Linked DNA regions of Mus musculus: all the other regions are linked to region 1. A link is a contact called in public ChIA-PET and Hi-C data. All regions are on one chromosome and are shown on one strand. Each heading gives the region's core, a stretch centred on a gene start, on an enhancer-like site or on the middle of the called end of the contact. The rest is flanking DNA. Distances are from core to core; before and after follow the strand shown.

The links. A called contact is a pair of places that touch in the nucleus more often than the background predicts. ChIA-PET counts read pairs in DNA pulled down with a chosen protein or histone mark.
Region 2: a Hi-C map of bone marrow-derived macrophages shows a contact between it and region 1, with 37 read pairs. The contact joins two enhancer-like sites. A contact is called at or near these places in 20 of 39 promoter capture datasets (3T3-L1-derived adipocytes, cranial neural crest, embryonic stem cells and 13 more), 3 of 15 datasets of contacts at CTCF or cohesin (CD8 T cells, the NIH/3T3 cell line and large pre-B cells), 4 of 484 Hi-C or Micro-C datasets (B cells, bone marrow-derived macrophages, group 2 innate lymphoid cells and 1 more), 46 of 115 datasets of contacts at active chromatin or transcription factors (the 230-238 cell line, CD8 T cells, DN3 thymocytes and 33 more) and 4 of 9 other capture datasets (adipose tissue, liver, macrophages and 1 more).
Region 3: a contact with region 1 is called in an RNA polymerase II ChIA-PET map of memory CD8 T cells, with 16 read pairs. The contact joins two enhancer-like sites. A contact is called at or near these places in 1 of 115 datasets of contacts at active chromatin or transcription factors (memory CD8 T cells) and 3 of 9 other capture datasets (adipose tissue, embryonic stem cells and liver).

Annotation. Positions count from the first base shown.
Region 1 is chr4:59,365,014-59,367,856 of GRCm38.p6, reverse strand. It overlaps Susd1 (sushi domain containing 1), which reads left to right. Exons shown (of 17, transcript NM_001163288.2): 10 at 1,943-2,135. Among named protein-coding and RNA genes, the nearest start is that of Susd1, 72 kb to the left of the region's middle. Within about 2 kb of position 1,471, at least 51 of the 459 cell types and tissues checked have an H3K27ac peak or open chromatin away from gene starts, as enhancers often do. A contact at or near this core is called in bone marrow-derived macrophages and memory CD8 T cells, where this site is marked.
Region 2 is chr4:59,595,407-59,598,249 of GRCm38.p6, reverse strand. Hsdl2 (hydroxysteroid dehydrogenase like 2) reads right to left here. Exons shown (of 11, transcript NM_024255.3): 5 at 1,284-1,387; 6 at 895-993. Among named protein-coding and RNA genes, the nearest start is that of Hsdl2, 15 kb to the right of the region's middle. Within about 2 kb of position 1,484, at least 18 of the 459 cell types and tissues checked have an H3K27ac peak or open chromatin away from gene starts, as enhancers often do. A contact at or near this core is called in bone marrow-derived macrophages, where this site is marked.
Region 3 is chr4:59,166,271-59,169,113 of GRCm38.p6, reverse strand. No RefSeq gene overlaps it. Among named protein-coding and RNA genes, the nearest start is that of Ugcg, 22 kb to the left of the region's middle. Within about 2 kb of position 1,498, at least 20 of the 459 cell types and tissues checked have an H3K27ac peak or open chromatin away from gene starts, as enhancers often do. A contact at or near this core is called in memory CD8 T cells, where this site is marked.

The DNA.
Region 1 (2,843 bases), core at 222-2,721:
CAAGAGTTTCAAGTCAAACAAATACCAATTTACAAATAAACAGCAACTGTAATGAGATACTATGAATTTTTACATTTGACAAAAATGTAAAAATAATGGGATGGGTGTGTGTGTGCGCGCGTGCATGCATGCATTTACTTCTAAGTATAATTTTTTAAATATTTACTTATGCTTTACCTTAATGTGCATGCTTTGTCTGCATGTTCGTATGTGCACCGTGTATGTGCCTTATGTTCATGGAGGCCAGGAGTAGAGTGTGGCGTTCCAGATGGTTGTGAGTCACTGTATCCATGCTGGGAATCGAACCCAGGTCCTCTTTAAGAGCCAGTGCTCTTAACTGCTGAGCCACCTCTCCACTTCTCCCCAACAAGGTGTAATTTTTAAGAAGCAAACCCCACATCAATCGTATCATAGAAAACGTGTAGGGATTAGCTGAAGTGGGGGTGAAGAGGGGAGGTGTGGGCAAAGAGGAGCAGGGAGGTAAGGAGGAAGTGAAAATCCTAATCAGGGCTGGACGGTGAGAAAGAGCCCTAGAAAAGAGACACATTCAAGGACCCAAATGGTTTATTCTATGATAGTACTGAAGGAGTTCTGTTAAAGCTAGCCAAACACTTGGTTAAGAAAACCAGTGATTCTTGGGGCTGGGAAGACCGTTCAGTTAGTAATGTACTTGCCACCCTAAGTGTGAGGCATTGAGTTTGGACCCCATCCCCACCTAAAGAGCCAGGTACCGTGCTGTGTGCCAAGTCAAGAGGATTCCTTTGGCTGCTGACTAGCCAGGCTAGCTGAATCTGTGAGCTCAGGGTTCAGTGAGAAGACATCCAGCCTCAGGCATCTATGCACACATACACACCCTAAAACGACTGAAGAGTTAAATGGAAAAAATAAACTGAACTTTTAATATGTTAAGGATCCATTTATGTAATACATGGGATATAGTTACGTCCACTGGAGAAAAGTGAGCACTCAAAAGCTGTCCGCATGTGAGAATATACACACTGTTCATATCACATGTGAATACATTATCCTTTATCAGCAAGTGGTCCAGGAGAGCAGGGTACCATGAGATCTTGTGCCCAGCTCCCCTGGTAATGCTTTCTAGACCCTGAAGCCTGACTGTGGCATTGGACAGCTGGAACCATGTGGAGGACATTCATAGCCTTGAGTGTAAGGGACTCAAGTTTTGCTGATCTCTCTCTGAGGGTGCCTAAACTATCCAAGAGAGTCAGAAGGCTTGGGTGAGAGTTGAACCTTATGAGCCAGTTAGTTATCCAGTCTTGGATGATCTGTGAGGATGGTTCGTTCAGTGATTGAAAGTAATGGTGGAGGGTGGAGAGCCAACGATGGGAGCTTCATTAAACTCAGTTTCACCAGATAAACTGTACTGGTTGATAACGTTTGATCATAGTACCCTGGGATCTGTCCTGCACTTCCCCTGTGACTCGCTTCCTCTGTGACTCACTGTTGCTTGAGCGGTGTGATTCAGATCGCAGTATGTGGGATGCCTCCACTCATCAGCTTTGACCAGCTCTGATGGGAAGGAAGACGCAAGAGAAACCACATCGCACTTTCAAAGCATGGCCTGGGATAGTTCTCATAATGCTAAGTACCCCGCACAGTGGGGCTTCTCTATGGAGTCCTCAGGATGAACAAAACCGAAAGAATTTTTGCCCAGTAGCTTCGGTGCAGTCTCTTTCATTTGAGTGGGCACAAGGGATTGCTCTAGAACCGCCTGCCGTCTTGTTATTCCCTGTCCGTCGTTGGTTATGCAATTCAATCTTAGTCCTACACCTGCCTGAGAGGAAAACTGGGTAGGACAGGTGCAGGAGCTTTGCTGTCTTTAAGGTAATCCTACAAAGATTAGCAGAAGGAGATTTCTTGACAGTCTAGGAATCTGGCAGCCAGCAGGAAGCTAACGCAGCACTCTCTTTCCGTCTGACAGGTGGAGGTTCTGGGTCAGAGGTGGTATCTAGAGAGCTCCTACCATGCTGCTCTCTTTAACTTCACAACAAGAGACCGAGCTCCAGAAGTGTGTTTAGATCTGTACCCCGCTACTGATTACACGATAAACATCACCCTTCTGAGACCCACTGAGCCGCGCTCCGCACAAATAACCATAACAACCTCAGTGACAGGTAGGCACGGATGCCTTTCCAGTTTGTTCCTGGGGATAACACATTAGGTACGAGGGTTCATCGGCACAATGAGGGGAGCACAGAGGATGGGGTCAAGAGCCCTGCGTTCTACTTCTAATAAACTGCCAGCTTTGTCTGGTATTCCTGATGCTTGAATCTTACCAATCAGTCCTTCTGTACAATGTTTTGACTTCTCGAGGAGATTCCAGAAAAGGAGACTACATAGAGATTCCAGGCAACTTTAGAGTGGGAATTCTGTAAGGCTTCTGTCTCTCGTTTCAAATTCAAAATGGCTCTCTATCTCCTTCCTTAATGTCTGTTTGACAAGTTGGCTCACTGTGCAGCTGTGTTTGTTCCTTTAGATTCATGAAGCCCCATATATTTCATTTATGCAATTTACATTGCATCCTTATGTTTTTGCATACTTGGGAAATTATATATTTTCAAACGCATGGTTCTTTCCCACAGCCTCAAGGGCTGTCCTGAAGGTCCCTGCATTTACCATTTTGCTGAGATGTTAGCCACACCTTCACCTCCTTAATTTGTGCTGTCTCTGAACATTGTGGAGGCATCAATGTTAACGGGGAGGACATTCCTCAAAGGAGGAACATCAAATATGTACATTATGCCCACAGCAGCCATTGACACTTGTGGAGGCCCACGCCTGCTGGCCCTGTCCCAGGGGCAGGAACTATGTTATTCTGTCCC
Region 2 (2,843 bases), core at 235-2,734, 230 kb before region 1:
CACTGTACTTCTCCCTGTTCTTGGATCCCTACACCAGGCATTTCCATCCACAGGATCTTTGCACAGGCTGCAACTGTGAGCACTTTTCTCTCAGTAGCAAGGCTAACTCCAATCACATCCAACTCTATGCTCAAAAGCCACATTCTCAAAAAGGTGAAACCTTTCTACCCTGTTAGAAGTTAAAACCCGGCTGGGTGTGGTGGTGCACCCTTTTAATCCTAGCACTCAGAGACAGAGGCAGGTGGATCTCTGCGACTTTGAAGCCAGCCTGATCTACAAGGTGTGTTCTACAAAAGCCAGAGCTATATAGTAAAGAGATTCTGTCTTAAAAAGTAATAAACAAACAAATACTTGTTAAAAGCATCTCTCTCCAGTGTTAGAGACATGCTATTTCCCTGATTTTGCTTTGTTTTTACAAGCACTGCTACCTTCTGGCGTACTAACTTGAACCCCTGTGCTCAAGTGATCCTTCTGCCTCAGCCTCCAGTGTAGCTGGGACTACAGGCATGTTCACATACCCACCTACAACTACCACTTCTTTAATAAGCCTTTTGCTCTAAAAATCTATCAGGACTTGCTGAAAACACTTCTGTTGGCTCTCAGGAGACTCTCCGTATATTCCAGTGTGATGCTCTCATCATGGCTGCTGCCAAAGAGTCAGCCACTAAAGTAAAAGTAAAAGTGGGGAGATGGACAGCAAGGCTGCTACACTGCACAGTAAACAGTTGGCCTTGTTTCCCTAAAGATTCAGGTGACCTGAGACACTGCACAAGAGTCAGTGATAGGGCTGGGGATCCAGCTCACGGGTAGAGCTCACCTAATATGACCACGGCGCTGGGCTTGAGCATGGCACAGAGGAGGGGTACAAATCTAATTAAATGATTAAGTACAAACCTGTTCTAGGCCATAAGGCATTGACTGCAATTTCACCTCTAAATTCTTCAGCCATCCCAAGCACACACATAGACATGCCATATTTGGCAATGGTATAAGCTAAAAGAAACCACAAAGATTTAGTTGAGAAACTAATTTTTGGGTAGAAACAACCAATTTTCTGTTTTTGTTTTTGCCCTGATGATTTTTTTTAATTCACATTACATCCTGCCCACTGCCCCCCTCCAAGTCACCCCTCCCACAATCCTTCCCCCATCCCCTTCTCCCGTGAGAGCATGGGTGTCCCCTAAGTATTCCCCACCCCCATCCCCATACATTAAGTCTCTGCAGGGCTAGGCACATCCTCTCTCACTGAGGCCAGACAAAATATCCCCTTGGCTAACACTTACCACAGTGCTGTTTGAACCACAGTGGGTTTAGGTTCAGGGGTGGGCTGAGATTGAGAATATGACCTACTTTGCTCTTTTTTAAAAAAGGAATACATGCTTTGGATCTGAAAATGAAAGAAACGCAAGTCAACTCAATAGCTTCTGCTTTAAAGGACTTCTACAGAGTAACTAAACTTGCTCAGTGATGTGCTGGCATAACTTATGTGTGGAGTACTTTTGTTTTCAGAACGAAGATAATAAAAGGAACTGAAATCATGCTTTGAAATCATGCTTCATGTCTGCTTGATGGAAAAAACAACAATCCTCTTCTATATTAGCTTTCAGTTCAACTGAGGATATCTTCAATCATTACTGTCCCAAATTCTCCCACTCCAACACACACTCAATTTCCAGAAGCAGTTAATATACTAGTGAGGCAGTCATAGGTTCAAGTCCTGCTTCTGCCCCTTTGTATGTCACAGCCTTCTAGTTCTCAGAATTGTTACTATGAAATGGGTAATACCCAGTGCCCTCTAGGACTGATCCAAGGATTTAAATGAGATGCTTCAGATAGTGCATATGCTGGACATGAAGTAGAAAGTTGCTATGGGTACCACTGCATGTGCTAGTTATTTTACCACTACAAAGTGCGACGTATCTTTGAAAGCAATATATAATTTAGAGGTTTGATGTTGATTACTGGAGGTTTTTTGTTTTGCTTTTTGAGACAATAGTCTTACTACATAGGTCAAATTGGCCTAGACTTTACCATGTAGTTCAGGTAGCCTTGAATGTGGAACATTCTTACTGTACCTGTCTCCTGGGTATTAAGATTATACATATCTGCCCCCATGACAGCTATTTTTCATACTTATTTATTTATAGCTTATTTTTATTTATTAATTTTGGTTTTTAGAGACAGGGTTTCTTTGTGTTTCCCTGGTTTTTATGGAACTCACTCTGTAGGCCAGGCTGACCTCGAACTCACAGATATCCACCTGCCTCTGCCTCTTGAATATTGGGATTTAAAGGTGTGTGTCACCACTGCCTGAATCTAATTTTTTAAATAAATATATATATATATATATATATATATATATATATATATATATTACATATGTGAGAACACTGTCCTTGTCTTCAGACACACTAGAAGAGAGCATTGGATCCCATTACAGATGGTTGTGAGCCACCATGTGGTTGCTGGGACTTGAACTCAGAACCTCTGGAAGAGCAGCTAGTGCTCTTAACCTTTGAGCCATCTCTCCAGCCCCTATTATTATTATTATTATTTCAAAATATAAAACTCTTATCAATTTCAACACTTTTCCTTCCTTTTGGTTTTTTGAGACAGGTTTTTTTCTGTCTCAAAAACAACATGGCTGTTTTGCAACTAACTCTGTAGACCAGGCTGCTCTGAACTCAGAGATCAGCCTACCTCTGCCTTCTAAGTACTGGGATTAAAGGCGAGCACCTCCCTGTCTGACCTCTTCAGCATACGTTTTTTTTTTTTTTTTTGAACATTTATATATAAACAAAATTTTTTCAGCGTACTTTTAACTTTACACATCAAATACAATC
Region 3 (2,843 bases), core at 249-2,748, 200 kb after region 1:
TATAAGGCAGGTATCTCTTGGGTGTTTGGAGGTCCCTATAATGCTGACTTTCCAAGATAAAACACAAGTGTTCAAGAATGAGCCTGAATTTTTAACTAGATAAATAAGTTTTATTATAAATATGCACCACAGAACATTTGTAACATATGTTCTAAAACTGTGAAGGTTTGTATATGCTTGGCCCAGGGAGTGGCACTACTATACGAGGTGTAACCTTTTAAATAAGTTTAGCAAGCTGAGAAAGGAAAAATATAAAATATATGGTTCGAGTATTAAAGGAGCACCAGGAAGTGAAATGGAGCTGGCTCTTGTGTTTAAAGATATTAAGTTGAATTAAGGAGTTGTAGTGACCTTGGGGCAAGATCCCACCCAGCTAAATTTAGTTCCAGGCATGGTAGAACAAGCCTTTAATCCCAGGATGTAAAGACAAGCAGATCTCTGAGTTCAAGGCCAGCAGAGAACAGAGTAAATTCTCCTTAAAGAAAAATTTAAATATAGGCTTGGTGGACCACACCTTTAATCCCAGTGTTTAGTGCAGATCTCTGAGCTCAAATTCAGTTTATGGAACAAGTTCCAGGATAGCCAAGCTTAGGCAGTGAAGGAGTTGGAAAACAGAAAGCTGGTGATAATGTAATAGAACAAGGGGCCCAAGTTCCAGCCTCAGCAGAACTCAGCAGCTTTGGTCATTTGGCTCTGACTTTATAGTCAAGAGGAAAAGGAGACTACTGGGAAAATTGATGCTAGTTAGCTGGAGCTCAGAAATTAGGGGTGATTAAGAAAAGACCAGCATCATGGAGGTAAAATCTTCTGGGAAGTGTTTTCTGAGAGCACAAAGCAGCTAGCTTGTGTTCTAGAGATAGCCAAGGTTGTACCTCATGCTGCAGCAGGACTTGGTAATGTGTGAGAGTCACCCAGGTGGTACTGGCTTTGAAGACATGAAGGGATTATGAAGAGCAGCTGAGGCTCGGCACTGTGAGAGGCCATGGAAGCCTCAGTTGTTGTTGATGGCCCAGGACTGGAGGGGTCATGCAAAGGAACAGAGGCTTGGCACCATGAAGAGAGCCTATGAGAGGCTACTGTTAAGCCTAGCTGCAGCAGAAGACTCCAGTGCATTGTAGATGCCAGTACCATGGGATGATCACCAAGAACAGCAGCAGCAGTGGAGTGGATCAACCTGAGCTTAGAGTACTATAGAAGACAAAGGTAGGGAAGTGATGACAACCCTTTGAAGGAGCCCAGAAGATCATGTGTGGATCCCGGTCATTGAAACAAGAAGCTATAACATTGAAGGTACCTTGGAGACCCCAAGATGTTGGAGATGCCAGAACCATGGGCCATCTGCTGAGAAAAGCTGCTATAAGGGAGTGGAACCAGCCCAGCAGAAAGAAGTTTGTTGCAGTCAACAAAGACGAAAAGGAGTTGGAGATCTGAGGACTACTTTGAGATCAGATGCAGAGTTTGAACTTTGTCTAGCTGGTTTCCTGTCTTGCTTTGGGGATGACAGTTAAGTGCTTAGATGAATCTCAGAAGAGATCTTGAACTTTGGGCTTTTAATATTGTTGAGACTGCAGTAGACTATCGGGACTTTGGAAATTGACTAAATGTATTTTGCATTATGGTATGTTTAGGTATGGCCCCCATAGACTCATGTGTTTGGACAAGCCTATGGGGACCAGGGAGTGGGGCATGATGGTTTGTATATGCTTGGCCCTGGGGTGTGACCTTGTTGGAGTAGGTGTGTCACTGTGGGCATGTGCTTAAGAAGCTTACCCTAGCTTCCAGGAAGTCAGTATTCTGCTAGCAGCCTTCAGATGTAGATGTAGAACTCTTAGCTCCTCCTGCACCATGCCTGCCTGGATGCTGCCATGTGTACTCCTTGATTATAATGGACTGAACCTCTGAACCAGCCCCAATTAAATGTCCTTTATAAGACTTGCATTGGTCATGGTGTCTGTTCACAGCAGTAAAATCCTAACTAAGATAAAAAAAACATTATCTAATCTTTTTTTCATCATGTGAGGGATGGGGTTGCCATTCCACAGGCACATCTCTGACCCATAATTGTTTCTGTCTGAAAGAATTACAAGGGGTTGAAATGGAAAGGAGCCTGAGGAAAAGAAGGTCCAGCAACAGGCCCAAACTGAGAGCCAGCTCAAGGGGAGGTCCCAAGGCCTGACACTATTACTGAGGCTACAGAGTGCTCACAAAACGGGATCTATCATGACTGTCCTCCGAAACACCCAACAAGCAGATGAAAGAGTCAGATAAAAATATTTGCACCCAACCAATGGACAGAAACAGCTGACCCCAGTGGTTGAATTAGGGAAGGCTGAAAGAAGCTGTGAAGAAGGGAGATCCTGTAGGAGGACCAACAGGCTCAATTAATCTGGACCCCCGAGATCTCTCAAACACTGGACCACCAAACAGACAGCATACACCAGCTGATATGAGGCCCCCAACACATATACAGTAGAGGACTGCAGAGTCTGTGTTCATTCAGAGATGATGCACCTAACCCTCAAGAGATTGGAGGCCCCAGGGAGTTTAGAGGTCAGGTTTGGTGGGAGTGTGGGGGTATCCACGTGGAGACAGTGGGGTGGGAAGGAGGTATGGGATGTGGAGCAGTTGGAGGATAGATGGGGGCAGGGAATGGAATATGGAGTAAAAGAAAGAAAGGGAGGAAGGAAGGAAGGAAGAAAGGGAGGGAGGGAGGGAGGAAGGAAGGAAGGAAGGAAGAAAGAAAGAAAGAAAGAAAGAAAGAAAGAAAGGAAGGAAGGAAGGTTGGTTGGTTAGAAAGAAAGTAACCCATTTTATTTATTTATTTATTTATTTATTTATTTATT